Linked DNA regions of Sus scrofa: region 2 is linked to region 1. The links are chromatin contacts, called in public HiChIP or PLAC-seq maps. All regions are on one chromosome and are shown on one strand. The core of a region is the stretch at or near the end of the contact, and the rest is flanking DNA. Distances in the headings are between cores, read along the strand shown. Region 1 has its middle 92 kb from the start of DSCR3. Region 2 overlaps DYRK1A (dual specificity tyrosine-phosphorylation-regulated kinase 1A).

Region 1 (7,041 bases), core at 3,713-6,212:
GTTCCGGGAGCTGGCTGTTGCAGATCCTGGCTGGAGGTGTCTGCACATTTGGTTTCTCCTGCAGCCTCTCTCCTTGGCTTGCAAACAGCTGCCTTCTCACTACATCCTCATAGGAGCTTTTTTCTATGCACTATGTGTGTCTCTGTGTCTCTTCCATTTCTTTTTTTCTTTTTGGCTGTGCCTTTGACATATGAAATTTCCCCGGCCAGGGATCAAACCCACGCCACGGCACTGACAACGCTGGGTCCTTAACCCTCTGCACCACAAGGGAACTCTGTCTCTTCCTTATCTTGTAAGAACACCATCCCTTGGATCAGGGTTCTGCCTCCTTAAAGGCTCTACTTCCAGATACAGTCACATAGGGTTTAGGACCTCAGAATTTGAGTCTATAGTGTGGATCTCACCTCTCAGGAGTCTGATTGAGTAGGTCTGGGGGTGCTGGTCATAGGATGCCGAAATACATCCAGGGATTCTGAGTAGGACACAGTTGAGACCCTCTGAGCGAGGACTAAGCTCTCAGCCTGTGGATGAGCAGCGTCCGCAGGTTCTCCTGGGCCCCGCAGACTCCGGCTGAGTGATGACATCAACTGGACACCCTAAGGACAGGAGCCTGCGACAGGGAAGCAGGGAAGGGTTCTATTTCAGATGCATTCCCCCCTTGCGGTCCTGGATCAGCTGGGCAATATGCAGCCAGAGCGATGCTCACTCAAGACAAGCCATCAGCCAGGCATTAAACTCACAGCCGCTCCACTCCAAGACCCTAAACCCTGGCCATGTTCAGGCTGTGAGGAAACATGGCAGTAAAAATGGGAGCAGCGCTACATTCGTTAGGCCCGATGGGTTTATTCATTTTAGGCTCCTGTGTCTATCTGCTGCCCTCTTTTTGGGGGGGGGGCACAAGCTGCCAGTTGTTTCCTTCGCTCCAGCGCACACCAGAGGGTGTGACAGCCAGAAACTCGGAGTGTCCTACAGCCACTCTAACAGTTAAAGATTTAAAAATAAACCAGTCCTGATAGGCAATGAGACGCTGCTGTATAGCACAGGAACTATATCTAAGCACTTGCGGTGGAACATGACGGAGGATAATGTGAGAAAAAGAATATCACACACACACACACACACACACACACACACACACATATATATATAAAATCGGGTCGCTTTCCTGTACAGCAGAAATTGACACAACGCTGTAAATCAACTATAATAAATTTTTTTAAATAAAATATATTTGAAAAAAAAAAAAAGTGGATTTCTCCTCTAGTTGCTTCCTGGGGTTTAGAGACTATTTTTAGGATCAGTGTGGTAACAACTGGCAAGAAGGCGGAAGGAGTTTCCAGCATCTCCTGCATCTGAGCTCCAGGCTCGCCTCCCCGTCGTCCCCTTCCCAGTTTCTTATCTGCGGGGACCGCGCTCTGCGGGCTCCGCCCTCCCCGCCCCCCGCCCCCACCCCCCCCCAACTCAGCGCCAGGAGGACGTGGCTCTGTGGCCGCCGCGGACTCAGGAACTTGGGGCCGGGGCACAGCTCTGGTCCTGCCGGCCCAGGAAGGGAGGGAGGGAGTTGCTGACAAGGCCAAAGTGAGAAGGGCAGCGAGAAGGCACGAAAGCAGGGCGGCCCGGGGCCCCAGGGCCGGCCCCCCAAGCCCAGGTTCCCCGCTCCCCGCTGTCTGCTGGCCAGAGATGGCAATGCCATATTAGGCGCTCTCTGGGCTCCACGCTCACCGGCTTGGTCCCCCGCTGGCAGAGCCTGCCGGGCTTTGGTTCAGAGCAGCAGACACTGGAGACACGTCGTAGATTCCATTCGGTACAGTCATGGTCCTTTCCTCTTCCCCCCCCCCCCCCCAGGCCCTTTTCCGCCACCTGCCCCGCCAAGGAAGCGCGGGCTCGGGTACCCGGTCCCCGCCAGGCTGCCGCTCCAGACCGCCAGGGACCTGCTCGGGGCGGTGGGGCCGCCCGGACACGCAGAGGCTTTTTGAGACGGAAAAAGCCACCCTCTTTTAGAGTGTGGCACAGGGGTGGGGGGAGGGAGCACTAGGATATAAGAGAGTTTGACGGCAGAACTTAAATCTAAAATCCTTTGACCGCTTGAGAAAAAAAATTACGGAAACACAGAGGTCACTACCCTCTTTTGCCTCCGAAGTGAGAACATAATCTCATTTCATGCATTTATTCGCTGTGTTCCTGTGATAACGTCTTACTCTTTTCTAAGTGGAAGCCCCTGTCAGGTGCGATACGGGGAATATAAAGGTAACTGAGGTGTCAGCAGGCTTTCTTGGATCTCTGCCTCACGCAAGTTTAAGTTGAATCTTTTTTTTTTTTTTTTTTTGCCTTGCCCTGTCAAAATCCGAATTTCCCCTAAACATACTAGCAAGTTCCACGGGGTTTCTGTCCTTAGATCAACTCTTGCTCCAGGTGTCTGCTGCTCTGCTCTGCAGCTCACCGAGTCCTGAAACTCCTCCCCCACCTTGTCCACGCGCAGGACCTCAGCTCACACAGATTAACCGCGATAGATGCTGTCACGGAGAAGTGGGAGGGTTGGGAAGGGGTGATTTGTATTTTCAAATGGCCTGTTAGACATCCCGCTTTTGTGGGTTTTTTTTTTGTTGTGTTTTTTTTTTTGTTTGTTTTTGTTTTTTTGGCTTTTTGCCATTTCTTGGGCTGCTCCTGTGGCATATGGAGGGTCCCAGGCTAGGGGTCTAATCAGAGCTGGAGGTGCCAGCCACAGCCACAGCCACAGCAATGTAGGATCCGAGCCGCGTCTGCAACCTACACCACAGCTCACGGCAAGGCCAGATCCTTAACCCACTGAGCGAGGCCAGGGATCGAACCCGCAACCTCATGGTTCCTAGTCAGATTCGTTAACCACTGAGCCACGACGGGAACTCCTAGACATCCTGCTTTTGAAATGCCCCCCAGGACTTTCAGGTCTGGTCAGAATGGAAGAACAGATATGGGACTTCTTCCTTCACAATGAAATAATATAAAACTGGACAAATATGAAGCAACTGCTTCCAGACCTTGGATAAGAACCATCACAGGACTACAGTCCTCAAGGAAAGTGAGACGTGAGGTGAGTGCAGACTCGCCATAGCTTTCTGCCTGGGGACACTTTCCCTCCTGGGGCTTAGGGGAGTGGTCCCACAAGCAGGGAGGTTCTCAATGGGGACAAATAAGAGAGACTGACTGGCATGCTGAGGTGGCTGGCACCCATGGGGCAGGGTAAAGAGAGGAGGACTCCCCCATGAGAAGGGGCTCCAGAAATGGGCAGAGAAGCTCCCCCCAGCTCAGCCCAGTACTCCGCTGTGGGTGAGCAGGACTGGACCTGGCAGAGACCTGCTCCCGAGGGGCTGTGAGATGAGTGAAGAGTTTGGACATCTCAAAATGCTGGAAGCACCTGAGGTTCTGACCAGCCAGACCAGAGAGACCTTAACATCCTGGTCATTTAATTGCGAAAAAGGTAGTGCTTGTTAGTAGGACTCTGCCAGCCTCAGGGCAAAGGCCATCGAAACCTACACATGGAGTTCCTGTCGTGACTCAGTGGTAATGAACCTGACTAGTTTCCATGAGGACATGGGTTCGATCCCTAGCCTTGCTCAGCGGGTTAAGGATCTGGCGTTGCTGTGAGCTGTGGTGTAGGTCACAGATGTGGCTCGGATCTGGCGTTGCTATGGCTGTGGCGTAGGCCAGTGGCTGCAGTTCTAATTAGACCCCTAGCCTGGGAACTTCCATATGCCACAGAAGTGGCCCTAAAATGCAAAAACAACAAATCAAACAAAAAACCCTACATGCACAAAGCCTATTAACAAGCCTGGGAGGAGTAAGAGTGCTCAGCAAATTAAGTGCCTTTCAGAATAAAGCTACACATTATCTACACATTATTTAAAGGATGACGACCAAACACAGCCTCTCAACAGTGGAGTATCCAAGATATCCAGTATGTAATCCAAGGGAGTTAGTGTTTAACGGGTACAGAGTTTCAGTTTGAGAAGATGAAAAGGCTGTGCAGGTGGATGGTGGTGATGATGGTACAAGGAGAATGTACAGGTGACCCTTGAACAACGTGGGTTTGAACTGCAGGGGTCCACGTGGACTTTTTCCATAAATACTACAGCACTGCATGATCCACAGTGGGTAGGAACCCCAGACACGGAGGGCCAGCTGTAAAGCTATACGTGGATTTTCCACTGAGGGGAGGGGGGTGGTGTCCGTTGTTCAAGGGTCAGCCATACTTAATGTCGCTGAACCGTACACTTAGTTAAAATGGTAAAGTTTTTTGTTTTTTGTTTTTGTTTTTTGGTCTTTTTAGGGCCGCACCCATGACACATGGAGGTTCCCAGGCTAGGGCTCAAATGGGAGCTGTAGCTGCCAGCCTACACCACAGCCACAGGAAGAGGGATCCAAGCCACATCTGCAACCTACACCACAGCTCATGGCAACACCAGATCCTTGACCAGACCCTACACCACAGCTCATGGCAACACTGAGGGAGGACAAGGATCAAACCCACATCCTCATGGATACTAGTTGGGTTCGTTAACCACTGAGCCACAATGGGAACTCCCTAAAATGGTAAATTTTATGTTATGTATGTTTTACCCCAAGTTTTAAGAAACACTTTCTAAGACAACTGCTTCCAGGAACAACAAGGACGAGAGGTAGCTCCTGCTTCAAACACTAAAACACCAGAAAAAATAGACGAAACAATGATACGCAGACACTGGCATCAGGCAGCACAGACTAATCGTTCAGAAAGGGGAAAAATGAGACGAGACAATAATGTCCCAACGTACTGCAGGGACCGAGTTCCCAGACCACCGCGCAAGCAGGGGAGACCCCAGTGGAGACAGTGGTCTCCCTGAATGGAGCTGCGAGTGAGAAGGGCCAAGGCAGCCAGAGGGGGAGACAGAGTACCCAGAGGGAAGGTGTCAGACAGAGCGGCCTGGGGATGCGCAGGCGCGCCCCCTTGCGTCTTGAGCTGAGTACTGCTCAGCACACGCGAATAAGACGCTAACAGACTGGGCAAAGAATCCCCCGGGGAATGACGGGGTAATCTCTGTGCTTCACTTAGAACCAGGAATGGTTCCAGCGAATTCCAGTAATTTACAAGGCATCAGACAGAAGACTCCGACGGTACTGCTACAGACGTGAAGAAAAAATTAGCCCCAGATTAAAATCTACTCTAGTCTCAACTATGTTTAAAACTAACAATAAAAGTATCAAACTAGAGTTCCCGTCATGGCTCAGAGGAAGCGAGTCTGACTAGCATCCATGAGGACACAGGTTTGATCCCTGGCCTTGCCCAGTGGGTGAGGGATCCGGCATTGTCATGAGCTGTGGTGTAGGTCGCAGACACGGCTCCAATCTGGCATTGTTGTGGCTGTGGTGTAGGCCGGCAGCTACAGCTCGGATTCGACCCCTAGCCTGGGAACCTCCATATGTTGTGGGTGTGGCCCTAAAAAGCCAAAAAAAAAAAAAAAAAAAAAAAAGGAAAAGAAAAAAAGTATCAAACTATTTCCAAGTAACTTAACTACATTGCAGAACAAAGCTCTAAAATATTTATAGGTACAGAAAAATATCTGCCATACAATAAGATAAAAGTTGTATTGTCTAGTATTTAATAAAAAATTACCAGGCACACAAAGAAGCAGGGAAATATGATCCGTAATGATGAGAAAAATCAATCAAGAGAAACAGACCAAAAAAGGGCATAGATGATAGAATCAGACAAGGACATTACATATTAACATTAAGACAGTTACTATAACCATATTTTCTATGTTCAGGAAGGCAGAGCAAATGTTAAACACATTAAGTAGAGACCCAGAACTACTAACAAGACCTAGAAGGAACTTCTAGACTTGAAAATTATGTCTGAGATGAAAAATACTTTTGGTGGGATTAAGAACAGATCAAACTCTGTAGCAAAAAAAAAAAAAAAAAAGAAAAAAGAAACTTAAAGATATACCGCTACTACCCACAATAAAACACAGAGGGGAAAAAAAAAGACTGAAAAAAAAAAGGGGGAACATCCTATCATTGAGCTGTAAGACAACTTCAAGGAGCCTAATGCCAGGGTCACACCCAAGACATAGGGAAGTTCCTGGGCCAGGGAATCAAACTGTGCCACAGTAGCGACCCAAGCCACTGCAGGGACAACACCAGATCTTTAACCCATTGCATCGCAACAGAGATAAAGAGAACATCTTAAAAAGCAGCCAGAGGAAAAAAAAAAAGCACATTACATGCAGAGAAACCAAGATAAGAATGACATCAGACTTCATACTGGGACCAGAGTGAGACAATGAAGTAAATATACTCAGAGCACTGAAAATAAAAAGTTATAAACTCGGACTTCTATATGTATTAAAACATATTTCACAAAAAGGTAAAATAAAGAAGCGTTTTTCAGACATTCGAAAGCTGAATGATTTCATCACTAGGGGACTTGATTTGCAAAAAACGCTAAAGGAAATCCTCCAAGCAGAAGAAAAGTAATTCCAGAACGCAATCTGTACCTACATATAAGACAGTACTTGAAATCTACACACGTGGAAATAAAAGACTATTTCACCTATTTAAAAAGACCCCTTAAGAGATCACTGCTAGATATTTAAAGTTCCCAACACACACACACACACACACACACACACACACACACACACACACACATGCAAACTCATGTGTGCTGTCATGGTGATGGATATGTTAACTAACATTATTATGATAATCACTCTGCAACAAAAAGCCAGGTTGGTGGTACAGATGCACATCCTTAGCCATTAAAAAAAATACAAATCAGAGTTCCCTGTGGCATAGTGGGTTAAGGACCCTGCACTGTCACTGCAGCAGCCAGGGTCACTGCTATGGTGTGGCTTCAGTTCCTGGCCTGGGAACCTCCATTTGCCACAAGGGTGGCCAAAAAAATAAATAAAAATAAAAATAAATAAAACCACATGAGTTAGCACTTCACACCCACTAGGAGGCTATGTGAAAAAGACAGGCAACAGCAAGTGCCAGTGAGACTGTGCAGCTGGACCACTC
Region 2 (6,391 bases), core at 1,177-3,676, 270 kb before region 1:
GGAAAGAGAAATACTTTTTCTTATAGGGCCCATAAAATAAACATGTTCAATCAGTAATAAACCTATTTAAGTAAAAAACCAATTTCCCCCTTTAATAGGAAACATGGTGTCAAGCAGCCTTTAAGCCCTTAATTTTCAGGAATGGGTAGCAGGGGTTGGGGCTGAAACAAAAGACAGGTAAACAAAGATACACAAGGTCGCCGTGAAATTTCAGAGGTGAGATTAAACCTTTCAAGAGATCAAGTCCAATCACTCCAAGAAGATGAAGATCAGTGACTCTCTAACTTGGCCTGGTAGCTAGTTAGGGACTGCCAGTGGATTAGTAGCTGAATTCCGCCTCCTGGTTAATAACGTTCCTGAAACATAAACTCTACTGTCCTCCAGCTCTGTTCATTTCCCAATCTCCAGAGCTTAAACAGTGCTCAACACATAGTGGACATACTTTAAGTAGCTACTGCCTAACCAACTGACTATGGAGTGTGAAGAGTATAGGCATTTACAAATTTATAAGTATGAACCTGCCATCAGGAGAAAATTTAGAAGTGCCAACACAAAATGGAAGATTATTATGCTGCAATAGATTAAACATATAAGCTGATGAATTTTAGTATGATTAACCAATTAAGTGACTGCAGGAGTTCCCGTCTTGGCTCAGCAGTTAATGAACCTGACTAATATCCATGAGGATGCAAGTTCGATCCCTGGCCTCACTCAGTGGGTTAAGGATTTGGCGTTGCCTTGAGCTGTGGTGTAGGTCACAGACTCGGCTTGGATCCTGAGAAGCTGTGGTGTAGGCCGGCAGCTAGAGCTCTCATTAGACCCCTAGCCGGGAACTCCCACATGCCTCAGGTACGGCCCTAAAAAAAAAAAAAAAAAAAAAAAAAAAAAAAAAAATTTAAGTGACTGCAACAAAACTTTTCAAAACTGAAAACTAAAACTTTACTATGAAAATTACATGCTAAAGAAACACTTAACATAGCAACCAAAATAATGGCTACTTGTACAAGATGGTCAAAAACATGCTTCAGAGGCAAATACGTTTGAAGCAAATACAATTTAAAATGGTTTATTTTCATGACGATAGCTGTGTGATCCTTGCTGGCTTATAACTGTTTTAAATTTATACAGTCTCTAACCCACCCACCCCATCCTACGCCAGTCTTAAGGGGAAACAAAAAGCAAACTGGCTTCTGGTAGTTTAATTTTAGATGTTGTTTCACTGGACAGCCCTGCAGAGGGGCAGAAAAGGATGCCTTTTGCACCAGCAGAATTCAGATAACAGCACAAGGAAACAGCAGATGAGACAACAGCTGCTGAAGCAGCCTTTTCAGGCATTATCAGTGTCTCAACACAAAAACCGTGTCACATATAAACATAAGACCTTATTTACATTAATTTCTTTCTAGCCACAGTATGACAAAAACATGATTTATTCAACAGGTAACTAACCAGGCTAAACTGAGATAAAGCTCCTAAAAAAAATTTTAAAAGAAAAAAATATACTACCTCTATGAGAATAAATGGTATTTTCAAGAATCTAGAAGATCTACACAGAACAGTGCTGGTTGCTCTATCAGGTATCCAGGTTAATATGAAAGAAACTGAGCAAACAACTGGGGTCCTGACTAGAGTGCCTGTATAAATGCTAAACACTTATTTAACTGAAGGATTCATGTGTTCACGGCAGTCATTCGGCCTTCGGTAAGTTTAACTTTCATAAATAAAGCTACCAAAAGCTTTACCAAAGTGATATAAGTTGTTCAAATCGACAGACTGGTTATAATCAAGAAACAATTCAAGCAAGCTAAGAAACTATTATCACCCAGATTAGTCAGCCAGACCCTGAGAGTCTAGGGTGTCTTTCAACCACAATTTCAATGAAAGAAATGATGACAGTGACCCAAGGTTACCAGACAGCTGTCCCTCCTACTGGGACCTGTCAGATGACGTACCCTTGTTGACGGTTTCGAAAATGCAGTTACCTGAAGAGGACTGCCAGCAGTCAACACATGAAACAGTTCAATTCAGCCTAACGTGACATGTGCATTCAATGAATGCCACTTTTTTTTTAAAATTAATGCCACTGTCTGTTCTCAGTCAGAAGACGGTGTTTTCATTCACTTCCTCTCGGGTCAGCTATTGGCGGGAGAGTTAAGGGCGAGCACTGAAACCATCCTGGTGGGAAAACTGCAGATCTCATCGGCACCTTTGTGACGCCTGTGGCCTGGGGCTCTGCTTTCCGCATCTCACAGGCAAATGGAGCATGTTCATTTACAAAACAGGTACAATGAAAACTACATCTGGAGAGTTCAGCTTGCTACACAGAAATACTCTGAGCTAGGATTTAAGACTACCTCTGCTTGCCATGACACTGGCACAAATGCAACATGGTGACAAACAAGCCAGTTTCCTCATACATGAAATGTGATGAGTCATCATCCTGTCCCGTCTGTAAATGCAAAGTACCGCCCTGGATGTGAAATTATACGGGTCATTGCCAGAGGAAAGGAAAGTTTCGCTCGAAAATCTGTTTAGAGCTTCACAGACATTTTAATGAATGGAGGTTAGAATCTAACTTATTTCCTTTTTAAAAAATCTACATGTGCAGCCCTAAAGACCGCCCCTCCAAAAAAAAACCTACATAAAAACATAGTAAAATACAATCTATCTAAAAAAACTTTTGGAGCTCCCACTGTGGTGCAATGGGATCGGCAGCATCTTGGAAGCACTAACACAGGTTCGATCCCTAGCCTTGGCACATGGGTTAATAAGGTTAATAACTGCAGCTCAGATCTGATCCCTGGCCCGGGGACTCCATATGCTATGGGATAGCCAAAAATGGGGGGAAAAAAAAACTTTAAATGTTTTATACACACACACGTATACAGACATGTGCATATATATACACACAAACACAATGTGTGAATATGTACATATATATAAAACCTGAATTACCCAAAGATGCTCCCTCCCCCACCTAGTTCTAGGATTTTTTCTTCACATCTCTTGACTGTAACTTTGCCAGGGTCTGTACACACTAAGTTGCCTTTCAGAAACCCGAAAGTACGAAAAGAAAAGAAATGATATCTTACAACACACCTAAAAGCTGAAGTATTATGACGCTTTTAAAAAGCTGAACAATGGCTGCTTAGCTGTCTTCCCCTCAGGGGAAGAAGAATCAGAACACAGAAGGAGGCAGCCAGGAAATAAAACACAGGTGGAAATGTCACCTACCACAGGCTGCCATCACCTTCAGCCAGGCCACAACCATGCCACTTTAAGAGGTGTCTGGAGGTGTTACACAAAGTTTCTTGGGAAAGAAAAGCTGCCTCAAACCTTCCCTGATCTTTGCCTCTGCCTTCTCCCAGAGCAGACACAGCAACAGCAGCTGAGGGAAAAGAATACACTTTTTAAAACTCTCTCACCTCTCCTATCTTGGGCAGAAAAGAGGAGAACCATATACGTAACTCCTCTCCTCCTTTTTAGTTCTCGTAGACAGCTGTTAAACGTACAAGATATTTCTAAATCTAGTTAAGCACTTGGTTGGGTACCTATATTGAATTGCAGCATAACACTTAAAATTATCCAATGAGGCAATCATTTGGCTTTGTGATTCCAATTAAAACACTGTATATTTACAGGGATTTTCCATTACAAAATGCCTGAAAGGCAAGATATTCATCTGACCAGAGACACTTTAAAAGTTAAGCACTGAGAAAATTGTTAATTGTTCAACAAAGGTTATAAAATGTAATAATATAAAAAAGGAATCCTTTATTAAAAGTACATTTATGCAGCAAATAAACACATCATTTTAGAGCTCACTGTTAATCTTCCCCCTTCCATAATCTACTGTGCAAAAGTGTTTCAAATTGTCATCTGAGTTCCATACCAAATAAAAACAGTCTAGAAAATGTTACTGTTCAAAGCATTATATAATATCCTTAAACATACAAAGTTCTCTAACAATACAATTAAAAACACTAAGACCTGCACCTCCCCCAACCTCACAGAAAAAAAGTCAGACCAAAGATGCAATTCTTGGAATTCCTGTCGTGGCACAGTGGAAATGAACCTGACTAGGAACCATGAGGTTTCGGGTTTGATCCCTGGCCTTGCTCAGTGGGTTAAGGATCCTGCGTTGCTGTGAGCTGTGGTGTAGGTCACAGACTCAGCTCGGATCCCGCACTGCTGTGGCTCTAGCGTAGGCCATCGGCCACAGCTCCGATTCGACCCCTAGCCTGGGAGTCTCCATAGCGGCCCTAAAAAGACAAAAAGACAAAAAGAAAAAGAAAAAAGATGCAATTCTCACAAACCAATAATAAGCATATGGGGGAACCTTCAAAAAACTCACTAAAAGTCAGTCAGTCGATAGATAGGTAGCAATGAGATTTCATTCTTTCCACTCAAACAAGCACATTATCCCAAACCAGACAGAACCCCCTCTACAACCCTTTATCAGAATGCCCTCAGTGGTTCTGCACAGTTGAAGAAAAAGCAGTAAAAGTAAAAAATAGTAACAACATTCATGGAACTCCTCTTCCAGGCCAAATTCTGTTCCAGTATGTCTCAGATCCACAGAGGCTCCATGAATTCAGGGGCATCATCACAGCCTACGTTACACTTTGTGTACAGAGAAGCTGGAAGTGCGGCGGCCCCGCACGCGCACGCACAGCCGCACGCAGGCAGGCTCGGCAGAGCCCACTCTCCTCGCCACTCTGATCCGAGCCTCTAGGACAGAGGGGATGAGCTCAAGAGACACAGGAAACACGCTCTACTAGACAAGACGGCCAGGTCCTTGCAAAGGAGAGAAGAAAACTGAACAAGCAAGGGGAAGAGGCTGGGCTGGGAAACAGGCCCCTGCTTGAGACGGTTCCCTCCCAAGTCCAACCTGCTGCAATTCTAGTGAAAACAGACAAACGGCTACGGCTGCAGCCAGAGGAGAGGGGAACTGAAAAAGGAATCTGGGAAAAACAGAAAAACTGCACATCGAACTTTACAAAAGTACCTTACAAAAACGCCATTCTCTAGTCCCCGTGAATTTTGTGAAGGACCCAGGAAAATGTCCTGTGGAAAAAAGACAAGACTAGAAGTGTGCACCCGATCCTGCAGCCTCCCGTGAGGGGCCCTCCCCGGCTTGGACCCCACTCTCCCCGGGCCCCCTGCGCTCTGCCCCGCGCAGTCTTCATTCTGCTGCTTTCCCTGACCAACTGCCACTTCGCATCCAAACACTGGCTCAAAGGTCACAAAACGAGTCTGACTAGAGAGCAGAGCATAGACAGAGGAGCAGATTAGGGACAGACAGGCAGGCTGGACCAAAGGGTCCTTCAGCCAGGTAAGCAACTTGGACGCTGTAAATAGGTAGAGTGTGCTAGGGAGGAAGTGACATGACTCTAGCTATGTTTTCAGTTAAAACAATTAAACACTCCAGAGTGTCTGGATTCAGTTTTGCCACTTAATACCTAGCTACTGAGTGACTGGATAATTCAACCTGGGCCTCCCCTTCCATCTGCAGAATGGGTTACCAACAAGTGCTTGAACCTCAAGACTACTATGAAAAGTACAAAATGTTTGCAACAGTAACCATCACGTGGTAAGCGCTCAATTAACACTGTATTATTTAAGCTTATTATTTACAGGTTTGATATGGATTGAAACAGGGAAAATCTTCCAGCAGAGATCAATCAGGGGGTAATTTCAACAGTCCAAGCAAAGAACTCTGCAAGCCTTTAGGATGTTGATGTTGAAAAGGAAAGGGAAGGAGACGCTGAGAGAAATGACGGGACTTAAAAACTTGTTTAAATAGGGAAAATGAGAGACAAGCTGATTTCAAAAACGACCCAGAGGTTTTGAGCCTAGGTGACTTGGAAAACACTGGTGATGATGAGAAAGGCTAAAAGGGCACTAGGTGGAATGACACCTCCTTAAATGTAATGATTTATCAAGGACTGCTTCCTAGTACATCTCAGTGGTTTTCATGCTACCAAGCACATGACAGTTAAAACTTTCTTGAAAATAGAAAGGAAAAAAAATAAAAAGCAAAGGAAAAGGGTATGACAGAAAAACAACCAACTGGCCTGGGGAGCAGAAACCCGGGGTTCTGGTCCAAGCTCAAAGGACACTGGGGAAAACATGCCAGCTGTCCCAACAGCCCCACCCTGACAACATCACACACTTGGGAAGTGTCACTACCTATTTGGGGCTTCTTCAAAACATATGTATCACTCTCCTCTCTTCCCCGTCCCCAGAGCTTTTTCCTAGAGAACCTCAGTTTTTTGTTTTGTTTTGTTTTATTTTTTTGTCTTGTCTTTTTTTTGCTATTTCTTGGGCTGCTCCCGCAGCATATGGAGGTTCCCAGGCTAGGGGTTGAATCAGAACTGTAGCCACTGGC

Evidence for each region. HiChIP or PLAC-seq counts read pairs in DNA pulled down with a chosen protein or histone mark.
Region 2: a contact with region 1 is called in an H3K27ac HiChIP or PLAC-seq map of skeletal muscle. The contact joins two enhancer-like sites. A contact is called at or near these places in 2 of 2 datasets of contacts at active chromatin or transcription factors (alveolar macrophages and skeletal muscle).

The regions. Positions count from the first base shown.
Region 1 is chr13:200,831,187-200,838,227 of Sscrofa11.1, reverse strand. No RefSeq gene overlaps it. Among named protein-coding and RNA genes, the nearest start is that of DSCR3, 92 kb to the left of the region's middle. Within about 2 kb of position 4,962, at least 16 of the 83 cell types and tissues checked have an H3K27ac peak or open chromatin away from gene starts, as enhancers often do. A contact at or near this core is called in skeletal muscle, where this site is marked.
Region 2 is chr13:201,103,221-201,109,611 of Sscrofa11.1, reverse strand. All of the region lies in intron 2 of DYRK1A (dual specificity tyrosine-phosphorylation-regulated kinase 1A), which reads right to left. Among named protein-coding and RNA genes, the nearest start is that of DYRK1A, 98 kb to the right of the region's middle. Within about 2 kb of position 2,426, at least 10 of the 83 cell types and tissues checked have an H3K27ac peak or open chromatin away from gene starts, as enhancers often do. A contact at or near this core is called in skeletal muscle, where this site is marked.